4 separate regions of the Mus musculus genome follow, and regions 2, 3 and 4 are each linked to region 1. The links are chromatin contacts, called in public Micro-C and promoter capture Hi-C maps. All regions are on one chromosome and are shown on one strand. Each heading gives the region's core, a stretch centred on a gene start, on an enhancer-like site or on the middle of the called end of the contact. The rest is flanking DNA. Distances are from core to core; before and after follow the strand shown.

Region 1 (6,423 bases), core at 2,453-4,952:
CTTCCCCCCAATGGTAGTTGGAACCATGTCTCCATAGCCTACAGTTGTCATGGAGACGACTGCCCACCAGAAAGCATCCGGGATGCTGGGGAACTGGGAATCTCTCTCATCAGCTTCTGCAAAATAGACAGCACTAGAGAAGAGGATGACCCCAATGAAGAGGAAGAATATCAGGAGGCCCAATTCCCTCATGCTAGCTTTGAGGGTCTGACCTAGAATCTGTAGACCTTTGGAGTGTCTGGACAACTTGAAAATCCTAAAGACTCTTACCAACCGGATGACACGGAGAATGGCCAGTGACATGGCCTGCTGGCCTTGCTGGGCGTCCTCTGGCTTCTCAGCTAACTCTGTCCCCAGGGTGATAAAGTAAGGGATGATAGCCACAATGTCAATGATGTTCATGATGTTGGTGAAGAAGCCAGCTTTGCTGGGACAGGCAAAGAATCTAACCAGAAACTCAAAGGAGAACCAGATGATGCAGAGAGTCTCTACAATGAAGAAAGGGTCGGTGAAGGAGGTGGACTGCTGGTACCCGATGGTGCTGTTGGAATAGGTGTGGAAGGTCACCCCGCCACCATGCATGTCCTCATTCTCATCCCGGAAGATGGGCAAGGTTTCCAGACAGAAGCTGACGATGGAGATCAGAATGACCATCACAGATACAATGGCTATAATCCTGGCAGGCCCTGAGCTCTCAGGGTATTCAAAGAGAAGCCACACCTGTCTCTGAAACTCATTTTCAGGCAGAGGACGCTCTTCTTCCTTGATGTAGCCTTCATCCTCCCGAAACATCTCCATTGCTTCTTCTCCTAGCTCATAAAACCGGATTTCTTCCGAGAAGATATCTAAGGGCACGTTCACAGGTCGCCTCAACCTGCCCCCAGACTGATAGTAGTACAAAATGGCATCAAAGCTAGGGCGGTTGCGATCAAAAAAGTACTCATTTCGGAGGGGATCGAAGTACCTCATCCGTTTCTTGGGGTCCCCTAAGAGGGTCTCTGGGAACTGGGCTAAGGTCTTTAGCTGAGTTTCGAACCGCAGGCCTGAGATGTTGATGACCACTCTCTCACAGCATTCATGGTCTGCCTCTGGGTCATAGGTGTCTTGTGGGTGCCCAGGGAGGGCAGCAGCCTCGTCCACTGGGTCTCCGGTAGCCACTGTCATAATTGGGGCTGAGAAGTGTGCTTTACTTTAATGCCTTCCAGCTGCCTGCAGCAGGGAACTCGGTGCTGATAACGGCCCCAGGAAACACAGAAGCATAAGTCTGAGCTTCTGCAGGAAAGCCCCAGAGCCCTTTGTGAGTTGGAGACACAGCCCCACTCGGCTGAAAGACAGAGGCAGGTAAGGACATGAGATCACCAGTCATTGGCAACCTGACAGGAGGTGCACTTGATGTCCCCAAGAGTTCAGAAACATGACTGTACCATCACTTCTGCCACTAAAACTATTATCACCTTGTCACTTGTCTAGGGGTCAGTAGGGTTCAGGGAACAAACAATCTTTCAAGGAAGCTATAGAATGGCCTGCGCTAGGGGCAGGCGGCTGAGACAGGATCTTGGGTACCACACACATGCTGGGGACATAGCTGCACAGGAGGAGTGGAGAAGGGAGCCCTCTGCCAGGCACTGTGCTAATGTTTTGGCAATACCTGCACCAAAGGAGGTATTCATGGTAGGGTGTTTGGGACCTGGGCCTTGGTCACTGATGCCACCCCCATTGCCTCTATATGACTGCTACTAAGTGATTGTTTGATTTACCTGGCCAGGCAGGAGCCTGAGGTACTCTTCTTCGAAGAGCAGATCTGATGGCACAGATACACAAATAGGCAGCTCAGTCCCCGTCACATCTTCTCACTTGAGCTGGAAATAATGGTGAGTCATTCTGAGCAGGAGGGCAGGTCCTGGAGGTGTGCTCTAGGACTGGATGGGGCTCGAGGGACAGTGAGATGCTTGGCCAGGGGCGCGCACCACGACTTGAGGAGGAGAGTGGAGCTTGGGTCTGAAGCCTTTGGAAGGAAGGAGGCAAGATGCACAGCTCAGCAAAAGCCTGAGTCCTCCTGGCTGTCCTCCGGAGGTGTGACGTTGCCTGGAAAACACAGCAGCAAGGTGGGACCAAGGCTTCCAGGCAGCTGAGACCAAGACTTTTAAGGGCTCTGGCAGATCCCCTCAGGGCAAGTGACAAGCCCCCACATCTACTTTCCATGACACTTGTGAATGAGATCCACCACAGGAGCCTTTTCCTAACCTCTCCTGGATAACCATAAGCTTTCCCTTCCCATCAGCTTGAAGCACTTTCTCCCTAGACCTCAGTTGCCAACAGAAGCGACCCAGCTTTCTTGGTGTCAGAAGACATATCTCCCAAGAGGGAGGGTTTTCCTCTCTGACCTTAGCCATGTCCTGGTAAAGAAGCAATCCTTCCTCCACAACACACACTCCTTCCCAGCTAGAGAGGTCCCACAAGCAGCAAGATTGCCTCTGTAGAATGCCTAATAGAAGGGGTCGCTTGAACTTACTCTCCCTCCAGGATCCCTGGGCCTCAGGCCTTGCTCTGGGTTGGGTGGCATTTGAGCTGGGCAAGCACTCGACCACCGATTTCTTCCCAAGAGAAAATCCCTCACATCTCGGCAGGGAAGCACAGAACAAACGCTCAAGCTGCCTGACTGCGGGGCGGATTGGCTTCACATAGAGGGGGAGCCTAGAGAAAGCTGGCTTCCGGGCTGGCCCCCCGCCGACCCAATCCCGCTGGCCCCAGAGCCGGGGAGGGGTCTGGGCCCTCTCCCATCGCCCGGGGTTCCAGCCGGGATTCCGCCGGGCGCGCTCCCGCCGGAATCCGCTGGGCTGACCGGAGCCCACAGCCGCCGGACCGCTAGAGTGTGCCACCTTAACCCCTTCCTGCGCAGTGCGGTGGGCTCCCGCTGCGGGCCGGAGGGCAGCCTAGCTGGTGCCTGCGAGGTCCAGCCGAGGGACCACCAAGACTCCATCTCCACCTGAAACACAGGAGCCCGAACTCTGAGGGTGCAGAGCAGGCGTCGCCAGGCAGCTGCTCCAGATCTAGCTTCCTTTTAGGCTGGAGAGCTTCACGGCAGCCCACCACCCCGGCCAAGTGGAAAAAACAAGAGACTGCAGAGAAGCCCATTTTACTCCGTTGCCGAGAGGCAAATGCAACCAGGAGGACCCAAGTGACTCGGGTCCTACCCACCCACTATTTACCAGCGGTGGCTATGCAGTCAGCTGCACTTCCCATCACCCGCCAGCTCCAATCTGCGCCCTCCGCCCTATGTCACGCACAGACCACAGGGTCCCCGAGCCCATTCCATGCACTCTTCTGCAGGAACAAGTCTCCCCCTTAAGTCCCACGCAGCCGGTGCGGATCCACAGCCCTTCAGGCCGACATCAAGGGTCGGCACCACCTCGCCCACCCAGACTACCGTGGTACCCTGCAGCCCCTATGGGCGCTGCAGCCGGTCAGGGATGGCAGCATGCGCAGCAGAATGCCGGACACTGATTTACCCTTGCAGATGGGTACCAGAGCCTCCATGTTCCTGGGTGGCAGCCAGCACAGGCAGAACCCGGACAGCGGGCGGTGGCGGTGGTGGCGGCGGGGTGCGGGCGGCCAGCCGGGAGCCGACTCTGCAGTCCCGCGGGCGGCGCGTACGGAGCGCCCGGCCGCCGCCCGCAGCCGCACCGCGCCGCACCGCGCCACGCAGCGCCGCACCTGGCCCCGCAGCGAACTCGAATTAAAGGGGCCGGCTGGGGCAGAGCTAGCGAGGTGTGTCGCTCGCCGCCGCCGCCAAGCTGGCCACTGGGTTAGATCCCTGTGTCCCGGACCCCCACCGCAAAGAAAACACCCCATTCTTTGACAAAACCTAGCTTACCAAACAAAACTCCGCGCAGAGCTCAGCTGGGTACTGCCTGGGTCGGGAGACAGGGGAGAGGGTAGAAGTTGAGGAGCGCTTGAGAGGTTCTTGCCAACATAATGAAGTAGGCAGGATGAACTGATCAATACCATCCCAGGCCCGAGCGCGAGCCAGCCCCGAGGGAGATGTGTTGCTATTATTAAGATGCTGCCAGACAGAATCTGCAGACCCCAGTCCCCCCACTCCTGCCTTCTGCTTCTGCATCCCCGTTTCCTTCAGTACTCCTGAGCCCCACCTCTCTCTTACCCAGCACAGACTCGGTTTCCCAGGACAATACAGCAGGTGAGGGCCTGGCCTCAGTGTAGCAGAAACTCACTGCTGTCTTTGCCCCCCACGGGGTGGGGGTTGGGGGGAACTGCAGAACAACAGAACTGCAGGACTGGCTTCTAGCCTTTCTGACTTCCTTTCCCCAGGGCTCTGGACAGAGAGGGCGGAGGGACACACAGTTGCCCTTGGGAGAGCAGGCTCCTTACAAAAGCCCTTTCACAGATCTTAACACCACCAGCTGGCCCACGATCTCACCGTGGGGGTGCATGGTAGAGCAGGATATGCCCTTTGCCTCGGAAATAATTTGTATAGGAAGTTCTTGGCTTAGGTTGGGGATAGGAGTGTTTTAGGGGGTCCAGATTGGCTTGCAAACCTTGCAAAAGCTCCAAGCCTTCACTAGTACAGTTCTGCAGGCCCCCTGTCAGAACCGCCTACACGGATACTCCACAGAGGGACTCATTGAAATGAACTTCTGAGCTCTGATGTTCAGAGGGGCTCTGGTGTGTGAAAGACTCTTCCCTGGCCCTTTCTGCTAAGACAGTTCTCTTTATGCAAGTATCAGAAACTCTGAAAGCCTGCTTCCCTGCAAGGGAAGGTTCTAAGAGATTCGGCCATTTCCCAGTGGGAGCCTATAAGGTGGGTGAAAGATTGGACCCTACCTAGAGCTACAAAGCTAGAAGGCTTTGGTGGGCTTAGAGGGAAATCAATGTCTTGTAAGACCAGACTCGTTTGGCTTCTGGCTCCTGGAAGATTGGCTATGAAGATCGGTTGTCAATGCAGGATCCAGAGTCTAGCCTGGGTGTTTCACTTGCCAAATTCAAACTTCAATTTCTGTCAAGTTATTGGATAAGTAAATTTGCTGCAGAAGAAGCAACCTGTCAGTGGTAAACTGTGCATGAAGAGTTTATCTCTAACAATCACCTAAAAAACAATGGTTTCTGGTGCCCTGTCTGCTCTCAGATCTCTTAGGCTTCCGTTTGTGTTTCTCTTTGTACCTAACCACTGGGCTGTGTTTCTTATTCATCCTGCTTTCTACCGTAGTCTCAGCTATTCAGCAGAAACAACCTACAGTGCTCAGCTATGTACTCCTTCTGGATGGTTCCCCTGAGGGTCTCTGTTTCTCCCATTTGTCATGCTTATGTCCACTAAAGAGTATGCCTATAGTTTCATTGTCTTATTTATAGAACAAAAGGTATGGAGAGCAGGAAACCCTTGTGGGAGAATTAGTAATCATCGTAATTGGTGGCTTGTGCTTACCATGTGTCAGATGCTGTGCTGAGCTCCTGTGACCCAGCCCAACCTTCAGTCCTCATAGTCTTGTGACTTGCCTGTCAGTACTAGTCATTGGATGGGCCACAGAGGCAGAGGGAAAGAAGTGACCTGCACAAGGACAAGACGTGGTGGCTCTAGGTCTTGAATCAGATACCTGTGACTCCAGGGGTCCTGGGATCCGGATTCCCCCCTATATGTGTGTGCCCATGTGAGTGTGTGTGTGCGCCTATGTGTATGTCTATATGTTCTTGTGTGTTTGTGAGTGTGTGTATGTCCCTGTGAGTGTATGTGTGCCTGTGTGAGTATATGTATCTTTGTGAGTGTGTGTCCATGTGCATATGTGTGCCCATGTGCATGCGTGTCCCCTTGTGGGTGTGTGTATGTTCTCATGTATTTGTGAGTGTCTGTATGCCCCTGTGAGTGTGTATGGCTGTGTGAGTGTGTGTGTGTGTGTGTGTGTATAAGTCCGTGTGCCTGTGTGTGTGTGTGTTAATGACAAGTATCTTTGAATTTCACTTCTCTTTGGGATTTTCCTCTGGGCTCCACTTTTCTTTTGTCTTCTCATATGACATCCACTTTCCCTCTTTCCTTTAAAGTCTGACCTAAGTGTGAATGACAATGGAAAAAAATAACTAATGAAGGCAAAGAAGAAGAAAAGGCTATGGCAACAGCTCTTGTCCTGAACGGTCACTCTCTGGACACATTTGATAGTATCAGGGCTGGGAACAGAATAGTAGGAAAGAGAACATGGATCCAGTTCCCAGCATAGACAATTGTTAGCTGTGAGAACCTGAACTCCCAAATCCTTGAGCTTTAATCTCCTGATCTGTCAAAAAGGAAAGCAAAGCCCCCTCACTGTGGGACGGGCTAACCTAAGGGAGTGGAGAGCTAACTAGTTCCACCGGTAAGTTAAGCCAGAAAGGCTTTGATTTGATAGTTCCTCTTTTGGGTCTGCAGTTCTTAGTTTT
Region 2 (6,423 bases), core at 2,723-5,222, 510 kb before region 1:
GTGTGTATTGGCGAGATGAAAGAAGCTGTTCCCGCTGGATCACTTGGGAGATAGAACCCTAAGGCTGGCCTCCGAGGTGTCTGTGGATCGTAGGCCTTTGCCAGAGGGTTCTGAAGCCCATCTCCTCTGTGGACACCTGGGAAGGAGGTACTGTGTGCTGGTAACTCACCCAGGCGCTTGTGTTCCTAGCACCACAGTACTGCAGAGCATGAAGTTGGGGGTGGATGTGAACCGCCACAAAGAGGTCATCGTTAAGGCCATTTCTGCCGTGCTGCTGCTGCTGCTCAAGCACTTTAAGTTGAACCACATCTACCAGGTACCTGCAGGATCTGCCTTCCTTCCTGTGCGCTGGGCGGGGCCTCTGGCAGTGCAGCTCCCCTAGCCCAGAGAGTAGGGCTTCACTTCCGAGCCCACTTGACCTCTGCACAGCATTCTAACACGAGGGCCTCCAGCCAAGGCTTTTTATCTCTAGACAAAAGAGAACCAGGGCTGTGCTTATTTTTCTTCTGTTGGTTTCAGTTTGAATACATGGCCCAGCACCTGGTATTTGCCAACTGCATCCCTTTGATCCTGAAGTTCTTCAATCAAAACATCATGTCCTACATCACTGCCAAGAACAGGTGATAAGGACCAGAGACCAAGAAAGGGTGGTGTAGACAGGTGGCAAGACTTCCAGCTGCCTCTCCACTGAGACTATTGAACAGACTTTTTCTTTAAACATCTATCTACCAGGCCTCAAAAAAGACATAATGAATGACAGAGTGTCAGTTATGGGATTAGCTACGCTAGTGACCAGGAGGCTCTCACCCTAGGCTCTGTAATTGCCACTTCTATCCTTCCTCCCTTTCTGCTTCCAGGTCTCTGTACAGAGCTTGGCTTTGTGTACTGTAAAGCCTTCTCTGATGATTCTCGTGGACTCTTCACAGCCTCCTTGTACCCACTGTACCCGGTAGCACCTGCTTGTCAGTGTGAGACATCACAAGGGAATCCAGTTAGCTGTGGCCTCTAAGAGGGCTTGGCATAAATCATTTGTCTCTAGTCCTACCTCCCAGATTCATGTGAAGGGAAAAGCTGCAATAGTGTCTCCACCCCTCACAGTTAGTAATTACATTACAAGCTTTTTGAGTCACAGAGCAACTGTACATACCATCTTATAGCAGGTATTTCTTCATCTTATAGTCAGGGAAACCAGGTTAGAGCAAGCGAGGTACATTGCTCCTTCTTCTTCAGCTCATCACGTCTGCTCTGGCAGACCCAGCCTTTGCTCACAGTGAGCACCTGGTCTTTTTGCATTCTGTAGCATTTCCGTCTTGGATTACCCTCACTGCGTGGTGAACGAACTTCCAGAGCTAACTGCAGAGAGTCTGGTGAGTGGCCCAGATCTCCCTGCCTACCCCTTTGGTATGAGCATTCCCTCCCCCAACACAAAGAGGTGTCTTCCAGAAGAGGTCACCTTTGGCTTTTAAAGTACCAGAAATGGCCATAGAGTCAGGGAGAGGACGCTGCGGAGCAGAACGATTGGGGATTGGCTGTGTGGTTAGTCAGGGCTGCTCACCTAGGATTTGCCCACTCAAGCTGCCTACATCTTCCCACTGAAGTCCGGGGCATTCTGTGACAGAATCATTGAAATCAGTCAAGGCCTTTGGACACTGCTGCTGAGCAGCCTGCAGTCGTGATAGTTGTGTTTGTCTCTGGCTTTTCCCTGCAGGAAGCTGGTGACAACAACCAGTTTTGCTGGAGGAATCTCTTTTCTTGCATCAATCTGCTTCGGATCTTGAACAAGCTAACCAAGTGGAAACACTCGAGAACCATGGTGAGTTGGTGCTGCAGCCAGCCTGGGCCATGCCGTGCCCGCCTCACCTGGGACGTGGTCCTCAGGGTGGGGCTTCCCAGGCAGCATCGTCCTCGTTCAGGTCTGCAGACTTCTGGTTCTCTGATGAGTACAACCAGAAGCTGGAAGAGACTCTCAGGCATGCCCTGAAACAAACCCTCAACCACAGACACTTTCTGATCTTTCTGATCCTGGGTGGGAAGTGATGGGCAGGAGTCAGGAGCCACCTTAGCCCTGCAATGCTTTGGAACAAGGAAGGTCCATGAGTTCTCAGAGATTAGATTACAGAGTGAGCCATAATTAGGGTTGCAACCTTAGTGGTTTGCTATAGCTCTGCTTGTCTTAGTGCCTAACACTTCAGGTGCCAGTGAACCAGTGAGTTCAAGAGAAACTGCATGGCTTGTGGTCCTGTCTGCTACCCCAGAAGTGCTAAGTGACCATGTAGTGGCACTCACACTTACTGCTTTCTCACCATGGCCGCCACCATGGCCGCCCAGATGCTGGTGGTGTTCAAGTCGGCACCCATCCTGAAGCGGGCCCTTAAGGTGAAGCAGGCCATGATGCAGCTCTACGTGCTGAAGTTGCTCAAGGTGCAGACCAAGTATTTGGGGCGACAGTGGCGCAAGAGCAACATGAAGACGATGTCTGCCATCTACCAGAAGGTGCGGCACCGGCTGAACGATGACTGGGCGTACGGCAATGGTGAGGCCACATATGACGCCGCAAGAGTGGGAGAGGGTAGGACAAGGGATGACTTGACTCCTTGCCTGTGGTACCTTAGTTTTCTCTGCCCTTAGGCACTGAGCAGGGCCGGGATCTAGTTTTAGTGGCTCTGGGCAAGACTTTGGGAAGCTACTCAGTATCTGTGTTCATCTGTTTCTCTGTCCCTCCACTCTAAATCCTGTCTTTTCCAGAAATTGCCATAAGATTCCATCCCCTCTTTATCCCTACTGCAGCTACCTAAATCTATAGATCCTCACCGGCTCTGCCTCTAGTTTCTCCCCACTGTTGGCCTCAGATTTGGCTCCTGTAATCTTTTCAACACACCCATCCTATGCTGTTGCCCCTGAGTAAGATTCCTGTTAGCTTTCTAGTTCCCATAGGAATGAAGTTAAACATTAAGACAGGAGGGGCAATCATTCACTTGCCTGATCCCAGAGTTTGCAGCTTTCTTTTCAAGCCCGTTGTGTGCTGGTACCCAGCTTCTGTCACACCCAAGACTCCAGGACAGAGTATGAAACCTCAGTACCAGCTGAGGATTGCTCTCAGGAGCTCTGCAGATCCCAGCAGCCACAGATGCCCATGCTCTCCAGTGTGCCCTCTGTGCCTGAGAATAGACTGTACAGGTACAGAGGGAAACTACACTTGGTCCCTGAGCGCTAGCCATGTTGCCTCCTGTTCCTGGGCCTCTGTAGACTGTTGGATATCTACATCCTCCCAGTCTAACTGTTGTTTACCTGGTGTTGCTGTGTTACACTGTCGCAGTCACATCACTCTGTGACTATGCCTGGCATCTGGGCTCAAGGTGGTGCATGACATTTTGTCATGGAGGTGAGAGGAGGAGCAGATGATGGAGTCTCGGAGTTATCTCTGTCATCTAGAACCAAGGGGAGACTGTGCTTTAAAAACGAGTTTTCCAGGACTCTCCTGTCTGTCGACATGTTTTGGGGGAACAAGTCTCTTTCTCAGAGTTAAGGATTTTCTCCTTATATTTGACTATCCTCTCCTGAGGATGGGCTTTGGAGATGATCTTCTGGTTAAAATCACGCTCCTACTCAAGGGGAGCTGCTATAGGGCTGACTCCTAACCGAGTTTTCTGCTTTGCCCCAGATCTTGATGCCCGGCCATGGGACTTCCAGGCAGAGGAGTGTGCTCTCCGTGCCAACATTGAACGCTTCAATGCCCGGCGCTATGACCGGACCCACAGCAACCCTGACTTCTTGCCAGTGGACAATTGCCTGCAGAGCGTATTGGGCCAGCGGGTAGATCTTCCTGAGGACTTCCAGATGAACTATGACCTATGGCTAGAGAGGGAGGTCTTCTCTAAGCCCATTTCCTGGGAAGAGCTGCTGCAGTGAAGAGGGCTGGAAAAGACCATGATCTGTCTGTCTCATACCTGAGGGACTGTCCTCACCATTGCTGCAGTGCTCCTGTTCCCCTCCAGGTGGCAGCACAGCTCCATTGAGTCCTCCACAGCCTGCCCTGGGCCTGTGAGTGAACCCAGGTTAGCCTCTGGTTGATTCCCAGCATCCTACTCAGGAGCTGTCATCTCCAAGCTGGGATCTACTCTCCCTCCACTTGCCCAGCTTCTACCCTCCTCTCTTGGATATGATCGATTGAAACTCATTTCACAGTTAGCCCTAGGCTGGGGAAAGCTGAGCCGGGCCTGGCATCCCTTCTCGACAGCAGCTGTATCGTGAGGTCCCACAGACTCCTGGGCAGCTTTGGCAATGTCAGCTGGTCAGGAAGGAGGGTCCGCTTGAGGGCCAAGAACAGAGTCAGCACCTTGGCTGTGCTCTGGGACTATCTCGTGCCATCCCAGCATCCTGCTGAGTTCTGTCCAGAAGTGATGGACACACAGCCTCTGCACCCTGGTTTTGGATGTGGTCAAAGGTGGAGTGAGGCTTCCTGAAGCCAGAGGTGCCGGTTTCCTCTCGGTTGCCATGACCTGTAAATATACAAAACTCTGTGTGATCTCTGGTGTCATGGTGGGGTTTTTATTGTGTTTGTGTATTCTGTTTACATTAAAAGAAAGCAAAACTGTCCGTGTTGCCTTGTGTGTAGATGCAGGCTCTGGGGACTGGGGATGCAGCACAGGCACTAGAGTGCCTACCTGGTAGGAAAGAAGCCTTGGGTAGTGGTACACACACGTGTACTCTCAGCACTTGAGAGGTGGAAGCAGGCGAATCAGAAGTTCTAGGTCAGTCTTGACTACATAGTTCAAGTTCAGCCTAGGCTATGTGAGATTCTCTCTGAGAAATATGGCCTGAAAATGATCAGTTCTCTCAAGAATCCCTTTCCCCAGCATGACAGGCTACCCGGCTAAGCTCTGGCCTGCCTGCCTTCCTGCCTTTTCTACCTGTTGTAGAGGGAAGGAGGGGTTAGTACTTTGGTCGTCGGCCCACATCAGTCTGGGCACATTGCTTTAGGGTTCTGGGTTTGCTGAGGATCAGGGTCCTGACTGCTAGGCTTGCTGTAGTTTCAGTAGAGACGTCAAGTTTCTCGGGATGACGCGCCGCAGCTGTCCTCAGCCAAGCCAGTTAGTACTAGGCTTAAGTGAAGTTGGTTGGGACAGAGGATAGTTGTGTGCTCAGAGCTATCAGGAATCCGTTTCATGGTGGGAGAGTGATGGAGAGTGCAGGTGTCTCCTATGGCTAAGGGAGAAACAAGGGGAACAGATCCATTCAAGTCCTAGAACCTCATTTGGCTCAGATAGCAGCCTCAGGCTCCTTTCTTCAGGCTTAACCTCCTTGTGACTTTAGTGACAGGACTGTTCTTTTTCGTAATTCCTAGAAGTCCCCTATAGGCCGTATGTATGAGATCTTAAATCTCTAAAAGGAGAGCCTTGACTGAGAAAGGAAATGTTCCAGGGCAAGCCTGTTTTGTTGGTATTTAGATACAGTGCCTGCTGGGTCTGCAACCTGCTAAGTGCCGGGATGTGCTTTCATGTGGCGGCATGGTTAATAATAGCCAGGGGGAAGGGTCAGAACATGAAAGTCACATAGCCTTATGGGCTGGAAAGTCCCTGTAGCTGACTCTTTCCCCACACGGTAACCTGCATAGGACAGTGGAGTCTCACCACTCTTGTTTGCATGGTGGATCTGCTGCTACATGCTGGAACAAGAAGTATAGATGCTGAGATTTCTATTTGAGGAAGGTGGGTTCTACATTCTTAATCCAGCATGCATCCAGCTCTCTGAAATTGCTTAGCCTGGTGCTTTGACCTCTCCCGCTCTTCTTTGCAGTCATTCCCAGACTCTCTTCTTCCTTGCAGAAGAAAAACAAAACAAAAACCACGAGGCCAGTGAACCAGAGCAGATGAGTGCCTTCATCTTTAGACTCAGGTCCTGGCCCTCAGGAAGAGAGCAAAGCAGCTTCTCCGACTATGGCATGTCACTGTCATGTTCCCTTTAGAACTCAAGTCCTTGTGTGTAAACATCTTGGAGACACCCAGTTTTGGGCTATTTCATCCGGGTAATGAGATGAACATGAAGACGCTCTGAAAATGGTTGAGTTACACAGAAGGGTCCAGTGCTCTTTAATGTACCAAGGGATGAATTACCCCGTGGGACAGACAGTGAACCATGCCAGGAAACTTAGTAAGGTTGAGTGGGTCCAAGACTGGGCACCCAGGTACCCACCTGAGACAGTAGGCATCTCTCCGCTCGCTACTAGATTCCTGGCCCAGAACACATGCCACACTTCCCACATAGGAAACGTCACCACACAGTTTGGGCTATGGTGCCATAGGTCATGTAGCCCAAAACAGAGTTCTCCATGCCAGTGAGGTACCTAGAGGCCCTGAGGGCTTAGCCAATAAGCTTCCCTTCCCAGACATTCCTTCCTCCAAAAGGTATTTACTCTCTGGTCCA
Region 3 (6,423 bases), core at 2,020-4,519, 420 kb before region 1:
ATCCACCTGAGGGGTTAGCATTACTCTCCTCCATGGTCAGAAAGATATGGGTGAATGGCCAGGAAACGAAGGAAGAGGAGGAGGGGCCAGCAGATGGGCCTGAAGTTTGAGCCAGGAAAGCGTAGGAAGAGTAGAGAGAAGGCTACTGGAGCAAGTGGGCTGCAGAAAAGCCAGAGAGGGAGGAGTGATGGATGAGAGTGGAGACGAGAAAGGGCTCCGAGGCACTGTGGGCTTGAGAAGGGTGCCGTTACATCTTCACTTCTAAAGACTCCTCTTGAAAGGAGAAAAGGGGTGAATCTGGGTCTGAGTCAGGAGACTATGAGTGTCCAGGTGAGTGGTGGTTATAGTTTAGACCAAGATCATGACAGAATTAAAGAGAAGTGGCCAGATGCTAGAGGCACTTAGTAGCTAAGACCTCCAGGATTTAATGTGGATATCACGAAGGGATAAGGAGGAGGTGGGTTGCAAGGTGACAGATGGGTTTCTGACATGGAGAGTTGGATATGGGGCAGTAGGCACAAAGTTGACTGTTTTTCAGGACGTGGGGGTGGGGGTGGTCTCTGAATAAGGACATCTGCCTGGAAATGTAAAGAATTGAGTGCGCCACACTCAGGAAACTCTAGAATGAATATACCAGCAACAGAGAAACAACGCAGAGTGACAAAAGGACCAAGTAGAATTCAGTCTATAAAGATTAGCAGGAGAATGGGGGAGGGGGGTGGCCAGAGGTCAGAGGGACATAAGGAGTGGGGACATAATGAAGGAGAGGGGTCCAAGAATGTACTAGAGAATGGTCAATAAAACAAGGACTGGAAAATGCCCTGTGGATTTAGTCAGTCAGAGGCCATTGATGGGATCCATCTTGACTTCAGGACAGAGGAGAGTTGGCTATGGAGTGAGGGGAAGAGGAGGAAATGGGGACAGAGAACTTGGAAGAAGAAAGTTGAGCCACTTTTAAAGGAGATATTTGAACATGCTTAAAAGCTGCCGAGAAAGACACAGTGGCAGGAGAGTCTAGCATGTTTAAGGTTGACTCAGGCTGTCAAGAAGCTGTGGGCCATGGGACCCAGGGGCTAAGAAGGGCTTGGATTCTGACAGCAGGGAAGGCTCCCCTGCTCTCCCAGGGATGGGAGGGAGGAAAGGAGTGTAGCTGCTCTGAGGACCAAGGCGGTTTCTGAAAGACCAGGGAGGCAATGGGTAGACACAGGATGGTTAAGAGAATAGAAACTTGAGGAGGCCTTAATTGAGGAGAGGAATTGATGGCTCATAAAGCCACATAGAGGCACTGGGAATCAAGAAGCCCACCCAAGGCTGGCGACCGAGAAGGTAGAGGGAGATGGTGACTTCACGCTCCCCCCTCCGCACCCCCCCCCACCGAGAACTTTGCATGAAGAAACCAGGTATTGAGCCTATTCAGGATTAAGGTTGTCAGCAAGTGGCTATGATGAGACAAGGGACTTCTATCTGATATATATACTTACCTTCTTCCCCAAATTTCTTCTTCCTAGGTGTTTTGTTTTTGTTTTTGTTTTTTTGTTTAGTTTAGTGACAATACAGTCACCCAATAATTGCCATTTATCAAGCACATGTGACATCAAATAATTTAAAATAATCATCTTATGTGATCATAACAGCAACTGTATAGGATTGCATTTTCTTACAGTATGCACCGTTAGGCTCATTAGGTTATAAATCCTACTCAGGGTATGTAAGTGATGACAATCTAGATTAAAAAAACTTAGGCTCACTGGGCTCAAAAGTTCTTTGCAATCATTACACAAACTCTAAAACTCCTTTCCTTAAAACCACCTTTATCTGAGGTTCTCCTTCCTCTCGCCCCCTCTCTGCATCTCAGTTGTCTCACTGGGTTTGTTCACCTCCTCCACACCTCTTACATTACTCACTTCTTCCTTCGGTGTACCTCCATCCTGCTGATTTCCTGGTTAAGTCCACCAGAACATATGTTCTGTGAGGGCAGGGATCATGATGGGTCTTCCCTGTAACATCCATAGGACTGCAACAGTGCTCAGCAAACAATAGACTTGCTAAATACTTGTTAACTAAAAGAACCATCTATTGGCAGAGATCATTCTCAATGGGTATCTTTCATGTCCAGATGTCTCACGGGCCAAGGAACTGATGTTTTTTTTTTGTTCCAGTAAGGACTGGAGGATCTTTGCACAGTAAACTGGTGGATCTTTGCATAGCGATCTGCTTCAGAGAACAGAGAAGGTGGAGGGAAGTGTTGTTTGCTGTTCATTATGATAAAAATTCTGTAGGGGCAAATCACCTGTGAGTTTTCTTAGAGTCCACTATAAAACATTTAGGCTTCCCTAAACTTGAAGCCCTCCCACAGGACTTGAGAAACTGATCCGAATCTGAATCATTTCACTTGCAATACATGTGCTTTGTTTCTGGCCCCTGGGCTTCTGTGTCTTCAGTCATCATCCATAAATCGGTGGCCAGCCAGCTAGTTAGACTGAAGTACAGACTATCCCAGTACTTGCTTCTGGTCTCCATCATGATCTCACTTCCTCCACCCCTTCCAAACAGGTACTTGTTTGGAAATACCAAAGGTCCTCTAGAGCAGAGACAATTATTTCAGACTCCCGAACAGCACTTCTAGCCAGACAGGCCCTGTCACTTTTTGTCATTCGCCAGCTGTTTCTGCTCAGGCAACCACTTGTATGCACATAGTCTACACTTTTGCATTCACCCTGAGCAAATAAATACATTCCCTCCACAATGGCTGCCTTTCCTCATTTTGTCTACGTATCCCTTGGGGCCAGCATCCTTCAACACCTGTTTGGTACCCAGTCACAATTTCCCTCTCTCTTACTGCCCTCACTAGACTCATCTGTCAGGTTTTTGAGTTGTGTAGAGGTTGGCCTTGTGGGGTGATAGGATGGAAGAATGCCAGGGGGAAGGGGCAGCCAAAGGTGGGAATCGAGGCACCATCCACGTAGAGATGGAAAGAATAACCACTGAGTGGGACTGGAATCCTGAGAGGGTCAAAAGAAGGTGAGTCTGTAATGACAGGTGAGGTCCTCGGCTCAGGAGGCCTTTGGCCATGGCAGTTTATTTTCCTGAGAGCAGATGCCTAAAGAGAGCCTTCGGATCTCAAGAGGCTTCTTTCGGCAACCCCTCTCCTGCTCCCTACCCACCACTCTGTTTGGGTCCGCCATCAGAGCCTCGCACGCAGCCGGGGAGCCTCGCATTGACGCGGGCCCGCGCGTGAGTCAAGCCTGCGTCACGGCGCCCCGCCGCCAGGGTGGCCTTTCGGAAAGCGAGGGAACAGCGCGCGCCGCGCTCCGCCCAGCTCCGTTCCGCTCCGCAGAGCCGACGCGGACCGGGCACGGGGACGACGGCACTCGGCCGGGGCCTTCGCAGCCACGCGCTCCCTCCGCGGCGGGATCTGAGCCCCGGGGCGGCTCCCTAGAGCCCCGAGCGAGCGGAGGGCGGGAGCAGGGTTGGGACTCACGGCGACGGAGGGAGCGACAAGCCAGCTGAGTCGCGTGCGCCGGCGCGCGCAGCTCCAGGTCCCCCAGCCCCAGCTGGGGCCTGTCGCTGCCTGACTCCCCTTGCCCTCGGGAAGGACGGTGCACCCACGACCCGTCCGGGACCACGGCCACTCGGCGGAAATCCAGGGGCCGAGTCCGCGCGACGGCCCACGCGGGACAGGTGAGTCGCTGTTTGCTCCCCGAATGGCATCCCTGGGACAGCCACGGCAACTTTGCTTGCGCGGCCCCGCCTCAGCCTGAAAGGCCTGAAAGCGTGCAAGGCGGCGCTTTCTCTGGGTCCACACGACCTGCGCTGGCTCAGGGGCTCCTCCTGCCGCTCCAGCCATCGTTGCCTGGCGACGGAGGCCCGGGGCGGCGACGTTCTGGCGCGTCAAGGGTGCACGGCAGCTCCTGCACAGGTTGGACTTGAGCTTCAGCTTCTGGAGCTCAGGATGCCCCAGAACTCCGGAGGTAACAGGACAGCTGAAGAGGCGAGCACTAATGAAGAGCCAGCGAGGCCAGCTCGGTGGGTCCCTCCGCCTGGAGCGCGCCTAGGGCGCAGCCCCACGGGGAGGCTCCGGCGCTGCTGGAGACCCCAGCCTCAGACACTCGGCCACGGGCCCGTGACCTTGACGGTAACATTGGCTAGAGAAGCAGAACGTTCGCGCCCGAGATTTAATTCCCAGCCCTGGGGCTGCTCCTCAGTGAATTTGGGGCTAGAGTGGAAGAGCCCTTCCTCCCAGGAGGGAAGCACATCTGGGGACCGAAAGGCAGAGACAGGTGATGTGCACTGGGGGCCACAGTCTAGAGGGGCCAGCTGTCTGGAGAGAGGCCTCCGCCACATTTAAACCTGTGCAGACAGGGCTCTGAAGGGATGTTCGCAGTACGTCAGGACTGCTCCCCTAGGGGCGCGGCCGCCTGAGAAGGAAGCCTGATGCTTCATCCTCTTTAAAAGCCCAAACAGCTCTATCTTGTGTTCAAGTTCAATTTTGAGGCTACTCGGACCCAGTAGCAGTCAAGTGGGTTTTATTCTTTGAAAACTTCCCTCCCTCCCTCTCTTCACCCTCCCTCCCTCCTCCTTTCTCTCCCTCTGTCCTTTTCTCTTCCTCCTTAGAAATAGTTTAATGGGACATGTGAATTAGGAAATTTCTACTATGGGAGGCAGTTCAGTTGTGAACAAGAAGCAGGTTGGATTGGGTTGGGTTGAGTGGGGATGAAGAAGAAAGACTGTTATTGCCCTTTTAACAAAAAAACTGCCAGGGACTGAGAAAACCCTGCAATGGCTCCATAAAAAACGGTACCAAAACTTTAGTATCTATTTTGGTGGGCTATGTGGAGCTTAAACATCTTGCACCTCCCGCGGTTCTCACATTATACCATCTAGTAAGTTAGGTCCATCTCTTGGGAGAGAAGGACTTTCAGGTCACACCTGGTTGCCCTTGGCTGTGGACAAGGCCATCAGAGGTTTTAGCTCCTGTGTTCCCTTTTCCTCTAATGGAGCAGCTGTGGCTAAGTAGGTGGTTGAGTCGAATAGAGAATTTCTGCAGCTTAGCCTTTGGTGACTCAGTGCAGGAGGGGAATCGTGCCCACCAGCTCTGATTGGAGTTGGCTTAGCCTGAGTCACACAGAGTCGTGTGTCAGCTGTTTGTGAGTTCCTTGGAGTTCTTTAGCAGGACTCGTGAGCTGGAATGGCCTGAGCTTGCAGGTAGTGTAGGGGTAGCCAAGTCTTCAGAGTAGATCTCAGTCTGCCTGCTGTTAAGGAGGGCCTGTTGAACTCTGTCCCCATGGGGATGGTGAGTACCACCAGGCTGCAGAGGGGTCCCGTGCTTGTGGTCACAGTTTGGCCTAATGTTCCATCATGTGCCAACATGGTGACCTTGAGCAAGCCACTGCATCCTGGAACATCTGTTTTCAAAGTTGTTAAGGAGGATGCTCTTGGTACCATTTTTCTTACTTTGTGGCCAGTGCTAGACATGGCAGGTGCCACCCCGATGTTGGGTTCCCACCTCTTCCCTTATGGATCTCAGCCAGAGATGATCTCCCTCACCTCAGCTATGCTTCTGAGCATGGTGTGCGTGCGTGTGTGTGTGTGTGTGTGTGTGTGTGTGTGTGTGTGTGTGTGTAAGACTCTGTATGACTGAACCCACAACTCAACTTCAAATGGAGCCAACTCCAACTCTCAGGTCTCCTCTGGAAGGGGAAGCTGGAACAAGAAGCAGGCTTGTGTGAGGTGAGCAGTGTGAGCATTTACAATAGCTCCTGGATGACTCCAGCAGAGAGACCTTGACTCACTGGTATTATTTATGACTGTGGCCTGTTCCCAGGCTGGTGTACCTGCTGAGTAGACTTCAGGGGTTCTTTCTCTTTGTTTGGAGATGTCTTGCCATCTCCCTACCTACATGTCTTATCTAGAGCAGAGTTAGAAGCTTCAAAAGAAAGGCTCAGCAGAACTGAGGTTTGCTTTTTCTAGAGGGGAAAGAGGAGAATGGATCTCCCACTTTCTTAAGGGGTTCTGGGCTTCTTGTCCTTCTCTTCTATAAAGTCCCCAATCTAGGGCTGACCTAAGATGAATTCGGTTTAAGAATGAAGAACATGACTGGGAGGTAGTGGCACACACCTTTAATCCCAGCACTTCGGAGACAGAGGCAGATGTCTGTGAGTTTGAGACCAACCTGGTCTACAGAGTGAGTTCTAGGACTGCCAGGGCTACACAGATCATAAGATCCCTAAGGTAGCAAGAAAAGGTCCAGGTTGACCCATGAGACTCCAACTGACTACTGAAAGTGTGTGTGTGTGTGTGTGTGTGTGTGTGTGTGTGTGTGTGTGATTACATTGCATGTTTACTCAGAAGTCAATGCCTTCCGTATTTTGTCTGGAAACATCCAATAGAAACAGAGATGAAAGGATTCCAGAGCAGCAGCAG
Region 4 (6,423 bases), core at 1,352-3,851, 380 kb after region 1:
AATTTCCTAATAAGGTATGTGTAATTTTTATTCCATTTCTTTAAATCTAATTCTCTACCATCTTATCCAAGCCCTCGGATTTCTGAAGTCATCTGAAATACAATCTTCATTCTAAATCAGCACGGTCACTAGTTACTCAAACCTATTTTAATCTCATCAATCCTATTCCAAAAATTTTCTGCACACTCAATCTCCAATAGATGAAATAGTTACCAGACCAAAGCAAACGTTAGAGCTATTATGCTACCTGTGGTACACAACTGAGTAAATAAGAATTCAATGCAAATCTTAATAATTAAATGACTACTACACTGCAAATATACAGATTTTTGCATTGTTCTTATAAAACTGAGTTTCCTATTTTTATGCTTGATTAAATTACATACATTAAGTAATAAATATTCTCTATGACAATACTACTCCGAATATGTTATGATATCAGAAAATTTAAGAAATAAAAGCATGAAAATATAACAAGGCACAAGAAAATAAGCCAATGAATTAAAGAAGTTGAAAGTAACCAAAACATAATTGAATTTAAGATATTTTTCTGACTTAAAAATTTGCCAAAATTGTTAGAAAGTGTTTAAAAGAGAGCCCAAGGGCATAATAAAAAACTTTAATGCACCACTTAATCTTATAGGACTGGAAAAGAATATGATCTTAAACACATAAGTTATATCATCTATAATATATCATATACAGGTAAAACATATAAAATTATTGACTAAAAAGCATTTCTTCTACTTTTGCTTCTCTGTATAGGATACAATTTATCTTTAAATTTCCACAAAATACAGACTACCAAAGAGCCGTCTCTATTGCTATATAACAGTTCTTTCTATGTTAACAGCTCACTAGTTACTGTTAATGACTTTGGGGGGGGTACTTGCATAGTAACAGCTTCCTAAAGATTCAGCTACTGGCAAGGCTGACACAGGATGGTCACTTGTTTTTGTTAGAGCATTGTTTTAAAGGAAAATGTGTGTGTGTGTTTTTTTTAAAATCACTATTGGTTTTTCATTGCAATTTGGGTTTGTATATACTTGTAACTAAAAGAAACCTAGAAACAGGACACAAATTCATGTTCTTAAACTTGGAGCAAATATTTAAATAATCCTTTCTTTCTTAAATTATTTCTTTTCTGTTGTTATCAAAATATTCCCTGATACCATTATTTTTATTAGAAAGTGAAACATTAGTCTCATAAATGGTAACAAACAAAGCTGCAATAAACACCAGGTAGATTTTCTTTTTTCAACCACAATCCCCTTTCATCAGTTTTGCTCTTAGATTTTATGTTGTTCATTTACCTTCTACAGACTTACTAATCTTTGCTTCTCAACAAGCACTCATTAACTCTGGAAAGCATAAATTAAAGAATTGTTCCTTAAGGAATATTCTGTTGTTCCTGCTTTTATTTCATCTGGATTAACACAAAATTAAAAGAAAAATGTTACTGGTGATACATTTCCAAACCAAAGACTGTCAGAACCCTTTGTAATCCTAACACGAGGTAAACCCAGGCTGTATTGTGGACAGTCCTGGCTATAGTGAGTTTCCTACCTAACCAGAGCCATACAGTGTTCCAACTGTTCCTTTGTAGAGACAACCAATGAGATGCACCCCTTTTAGACCCGTTTCAAATGTGTTACCTGGAAAAACACATTTCAAGTTTTTACTTTTCTCCATATTAGTTGAAATTTTCAAATACTAAAGTCCCTTGTTCTAGAACACATTTTCTAAGTACATTAAAATGGGACTATTTTCACTTGAAGTTACAGCGCCGCGGGGCTGCACTTGCTAATCCACGATGGGTGTTTTGGTAAGTGTTTGAGATTCTTGGAGCATCGCCAAGTTGGTTTTACTTCCGTGGGTATCTACTTGTTCCGCCTATGAAATTCGAGCGGGTGGCGTAGGGCGCGCTGGGGGCCAGGAGATGGTAGCTGCGTTGTAATCGCGGGCTGCTTTACATTTTGGAGAGGACTGGGAGCCAAGGGCTCTGCACTGGTGTGCAGTGGGTGCGGTGTAAGGAGGTGTGCTGTGATGGCGCTGTGCTCCCACATCCCCGCAGCTAGCACCCGGTGCGCGCGGCTGAACGTCAGCTGACGCGGCCATGACAACCTAAGTCACAGGGTGTGGGCGGGCGCCTGAAGAACTGGGAACTGGTACTTACCAGCGCGAGCCTGACTTTTCCTCTGCGGTTTTCAGAATGACGCTCTGGAGACTATTAGACATTTTAGATGGGTGGGAGGGGATAGGGCAGTGAATACTGGGGGGACAGCGTCCCCAAGTAGGCGCGAACCAGAGCACGGGTGTGGAAGGGCAGCGTCTGAGGCGAGCGAACAGAAGGGTGTGACGGGAGATAGTTGAGAGGGCGGCTCCCCCAGCTTCCGTGGGAAGTGGCTGTAGAAGCCGGAAGACTCCTACCTCAGGCAAGCTCACAGTTTTCCGGCGAGTCTCTTCTGGCTACGTGACGCATCACAGCCAGTCAGAGAGGACGTGGGGGGCGTGGCATCAATAGCACCACCCACGACAGGGCCTGATCGGAGTCTGCGCCCACTAAAACCGAGCTCCTAGAGCCAGGGATCCTAGGCATACAGCTACGTCACATATGGTTACCAAGGCGAATGGATCGCCATGGCCCCGCCCTTATGACGTGGTCCAATCGACAGCGAAGGTTGAGGTCTCTTCTTCCGGATCAAAGGAGGAACTAAAAGAGAAAGTGCTTTCACTGCCTACATGAAATGAAATACTTCCGGTGTCAGGCTTAAATTGTCTGCACTTGTACATGCGCTTTTGCAAGCCAATGTAATAATGTCCTCCTTAGCAGTTTTATTCAGTAGACACAGATAGGCATTTGGTAGTTGCCATAAATTGTTGAAAACCTTTATCTCCCTTCTCATGGCTAGAAGTGATTATTTTTTTCTGTTTCTTGAAGTTTTGCTCTACATTAATCGATTAACCATTTTCTCCATTCCCACACTAACACCTCAGTTAAAACTGTATCTTACTGTCATGTATTCAATTCTTTGAGTGTCTGTGCATTAAATCCCCTGTATAAACTTTTTGAAACTCTTAATTTCCAGAAACCAGCTCTAAGAATTCTCTAGAGTCCTGCAGTTAATGACTATTTGAGAATTGGGATCATACTGTTTAATGGGTAGGAGGAATTATAGTTTAATTAGGTGTGGAATATTATGAAAGTGTTTTCAAAGATAAAATTTTATTTGACATAGGCAATCTTGTATGCTGCAGTGTTCAAATTCAGGACACTGATAAGGTAGACAATTTGAAGGTTTATATGGTTATTTAAAAATGGAATTACCAGGCTTAGTGACACACATATGCAATTCTAGCGCTTGGAAAGTACAAGCAAGACGATAGGGGCTTTAAGATCACCCTTGGCTACTTAGTAGAAGGCCATCAAGAACTACATGAAATCTAGTCTCACAAAAAGGGAAGAAGAAAGGTTTACTCATACCCCTAACTGCTAAACGTTAAAGATTTTTAAGAACTTCAGGTTTTGATATGTCAAGAGAAAGTATCATTTTCCTATTTTTGTATAGCACATTTATTTGACAATAAAGTACCCTGTTCTCATACTAAAGACATCAGGAAAGATAGGCAGACCTTAATGCTTTCAAGCTTTATGGCATCTTTTGTCTATGTAATCAAAGTTACTAGGAAAAAACAACAATGACAACAACAACTAAAACAAACAAACAAAAAAATCAAATGCGTTTTGCTACACATTGCTGTGCACACCTTTTATTCCAGAACTCAGGAAGAGGCAGGTGGGTCTCTGAATTTGAGGTCAGCCTAGTCACCAAAGTGAGTTTCAGGTTAGCCAGGGTTATACAGTGAGAACCCTCTCTAAGAGTTTGTGTGTGTCTAAGTGTGTGTGTGTGTTGTGTGTGGGGGGGGGGGGTACGGCACTTGGGAGGCTGCCTACCTTGTTTGCTATCTTATCAATTGCCATTTATTGATTATATTTTCCAGTCGGGCTTTTCTTATTCATCTGGGTTAAAGCTTCAAGACTAATTATCACAGGTTGTGCTATCCAGATGTTGGGAGGACAAGAAGTTTATTAGATTATCAGTTTCAGTGAAAGAAAAATTTGGCAGAGAGAGAAATTAGCCTGAGATACATTTCAACAAAAATCTTCTCTGCCTCAGTCCAATTCTGAAATAGCCCTCAAACTTTTTCCTGTAGAGGAAGAAAACATGAGGGTTTATGCTTATAATAATCAGTCACTGCACCCATGCTGTGACCAAAAGAAAAATGGAGTTTCATTCCCACATTTAAGAAAGAATTCTGTAGCCAAGGCAATTATGGAAAGAGGCTGATATTTGAGGCATGCCTATTGGCAAGAGTCCAAGTACTATAATAATAAGACCATAGCCACATCAGAAGAAAATCCTGGGAGTTGGATCATAGCATCCTACATGCTTATTAAACAATTCTTGCAGCTCTTTATTACAATTAATGCAGTTTATCTCACACTTAAAATCTTTAGTCAGCAACATCATTATTCTCTCACTCTTGAAGAAACAGCAATATGCTTTTCTTTCTAACTTTTGATCTACTTGGTGTGTTATAAGGGTCCATTTCTGTTTATTAAATAAATGAGTTCTCATTCCTTGTTTCTCTTATTTTCTAAAACTATTTGTCCCCAGCTGATAATATCCCTTCCCATGATTTTAATTACTACCTCTTACCTATTATTACTCTACAAAATGTATACATAATAGCATATTCTAGGCACTGATATGTGCATTATAAATAGACACTCATTTATGGCAAAAATAACCCAGTAAAATCATTATACAAAAAATTAAGAAATTAAGAAACTAGCCATTGAAAGAGCAAACAACTCTCTGGAAGTTACACAGTTGGTAATTGGTAGAGCTAAGTTTTAAATTTAGGTTGTTTGTCTGAAGATTCTATGTCTCTCACTCTTAATTTGCAAAATATATATTCAGTAATTATCATTACATGTAGCTGGGTTTTAATGTACATTGGTGAGATCTATTGAGTGTTTTAAAAAATCATCTTCAAATGAAATATGTTCAAAAATAGCCAGAAGCAGGAAATAACCCAGATGTCCCTCAACCAAAGAATGGATACAGAAAATGTGGTTCATTTACACAAAGGAATGGTATTCAGCTATTAAAAATGAAGACATCATGATTCTTTCAGGCAAATGGATATAACTAGAAAATATCATCATGAGTGAGGTAACTCAGATCAAAAGGACATGCATAGTATGTACTCACTCACTGATAAGTAGATAGTAGCCAAAAAGTACAGAATATCTAGGATACAACTTACAGAAAGATAACAAGCAGAAATGCCCAAATGAGGAGACTTCAACCCCACTCTGAAGGGGGAAGGATACGGGTGGGAGACTGGAGGAGGGAAAGGAGAACGGGATCAAATATTGAGGGGGAAGTGGACAGGGGAGAAGCCCATAGGGCCTAGAGAATAAATGGAAATAAGCAGCCTCAGGGAGTGGGAGGTGGGGAACCCTCTAGAGAGTATCAGTACCAGAGACCTAGGAGGTGAAACACTCTCAGGACTCATTGGGTGTGACCTCAAACAAAATGCCCAACACTGGGGAAAGGTAACTGAAAGAGTCCACCTCAAGTAGATAAGACATGGCCTCAAGTGGAGGGACAGAGTTACTAACTAACCCACAGTCAAAATTCCTGATCCAGAATTGTTCCTATCTAAAAGAACAGCAGAGACAAAAATGGAGAAGAGACTGAATTAAAGGAGGTCCAATGACTGTCACAACTTGGGATGCATCTCACTGGGGATGTTTGTGCGGGGAACCAAGGCCTGATACTACTATGCTATGATGTGCTTACAGACAGGAGCTTAGCATGGCTGTTCTCAGATAAGCTCTACCAGCAGCTGACTGTTACACCAAACCATTGGACTGAAATCAGAGACTTATATGGTTGAAATAGGGGAAGGACTGAAGAAGCTGAAAGGGAAAGCAACTCCATAGGAAGATCAGCAATCTCAACTAACCCAGACTCCAGGGAGCTTCCAGAAACTGAGCCACCAACCAGAAGCATCCATGGGCATGCTTTTATTTGGAAGAATGTGGATTTTGAGACTTTGGATTTGGAAAGCCATGGAATCCTTTAAATGGGCTTAATGGGCTATCCTAGTAGGAATATGGAAGACTTTGTTATTGAGAGTGATTTAAATTATGTGAACCTAGCCCAGGAGGCTTCAGTGAGAATTTCAATCTGTGGCTTAGGGACCATTTTTGTGGTATTTTAGTGAAGAATGTGGCTAGTTTTTGCCCTTGTCTTAAGAATCTGCCTGAGGCTAAGGTGAAGAGACTCGGATAATTGCATTGACAAAGGAAGTCTCAGAAATGCCCATCATAGACTTTGTTCTCTGGTT

What was found. Promoter capture Hi-C pulls out the DNA fragments that hold promoters and counts their contacts. Hi-C and Micro-C count contacts between places; a contact is called where the count stands out from the background. Capture Hi-C pulls out chosen DNA fragments and counts their contacts.
Region 2: a contact with region 1 is called in a Micro-C map of palatal mesenchyme, with 2.1 times the contacts expected there. The contact joins the enhancer-like site here to the promoter of Kcna2 in region 1.
Region 3: a contact with region 1 is called in a promoter capture Hi-C map of embryonic stem cells. The contact joins the promoter of Slc6a17 here to the promoter of Kcna2 in region 1. A contact is called at or near these places in 2 of 39 promoter capture datasets (both in embryonic stem cells) and 1 of 115 datasets of contacts at active chromatin or transcription factors (embryonic stem cells).
Region 4: a promoter capture Hi-C map of pancreatic islet shows a contact between it and region 1. The contact joins the promoter of Lrif1 here to the promoter of Kcna2 in region 1. A contact is called at or near these places in 2 of 115 datasets of contacts at active chromatin or transcription factors (CD8 T cells and thymocytes) and 1 of 9 other capture datasets (pancreatic islet).

Annotation. Positions count from the first base shown.
Region 1 is chr3:107,098,846-107,105,268 of GRCm38.p6, reverse strand. It overlaps Kcna2 (potassium voltage-gated channel, shaker-related subfamily, member 2), which reads right to left and starts at 3,702. Exons shown (of 3, transcript NM_008417.5): 1 at 3,510-3,702; 2 at 1,758-2,085; 3 at 1-1,324. The coding sequence starts at 1,164.
Region 2 is chr3:107,610,705-107,617,127 of GRCm38.p6, reverse strand. It overlaps Strip1 (striatin interacting protein 1), which reads left to right. Exons shown (of 21, transcript NM_153563.2): 16 at 190-316; 17 at 520-620; 18 at 1,301-1,367; 19 at 1,709-1,813; 20 at 2,329-2,533; 21 at 3,662-4,596. The coding sequence ends at 3,909. Among named protein-coding and RNA genes, the nearest start is that of Gm10961, 18 kb to the left of the region's middle. Within about 2 kb of position 3,972, at least 17 of the 459 cell types and tissues checked have an H3K27ac peak or open chromatin away from gene starts, as enhancers often do. A contact at or near this core is called in palatal mesenchyme, where this site is marked.
Region 3 is chr3:107,514,864-107,521,286 of GRCm38.p6, reverse strand. It overlaps Slc6a17 (solute carrier family 6 (neurotransmitter transporter), member 17), which reads left to right and starts at 3,269. Exons shown (of 12, transcript NM_001293689.1): 1 at 3,269-3,681.
Region 4 is chr3:106,717,860-106,724,282 of GRCm38.p6, reverse strand. Lrif1 (ligand dependent nuclear receptor interacting factor 1) reads right to left here and starts at 2,601. Exons shown (of 4, transcript NM_001039488.1): 1 at 2,177-2,601. The coding sequence starts at 2,238.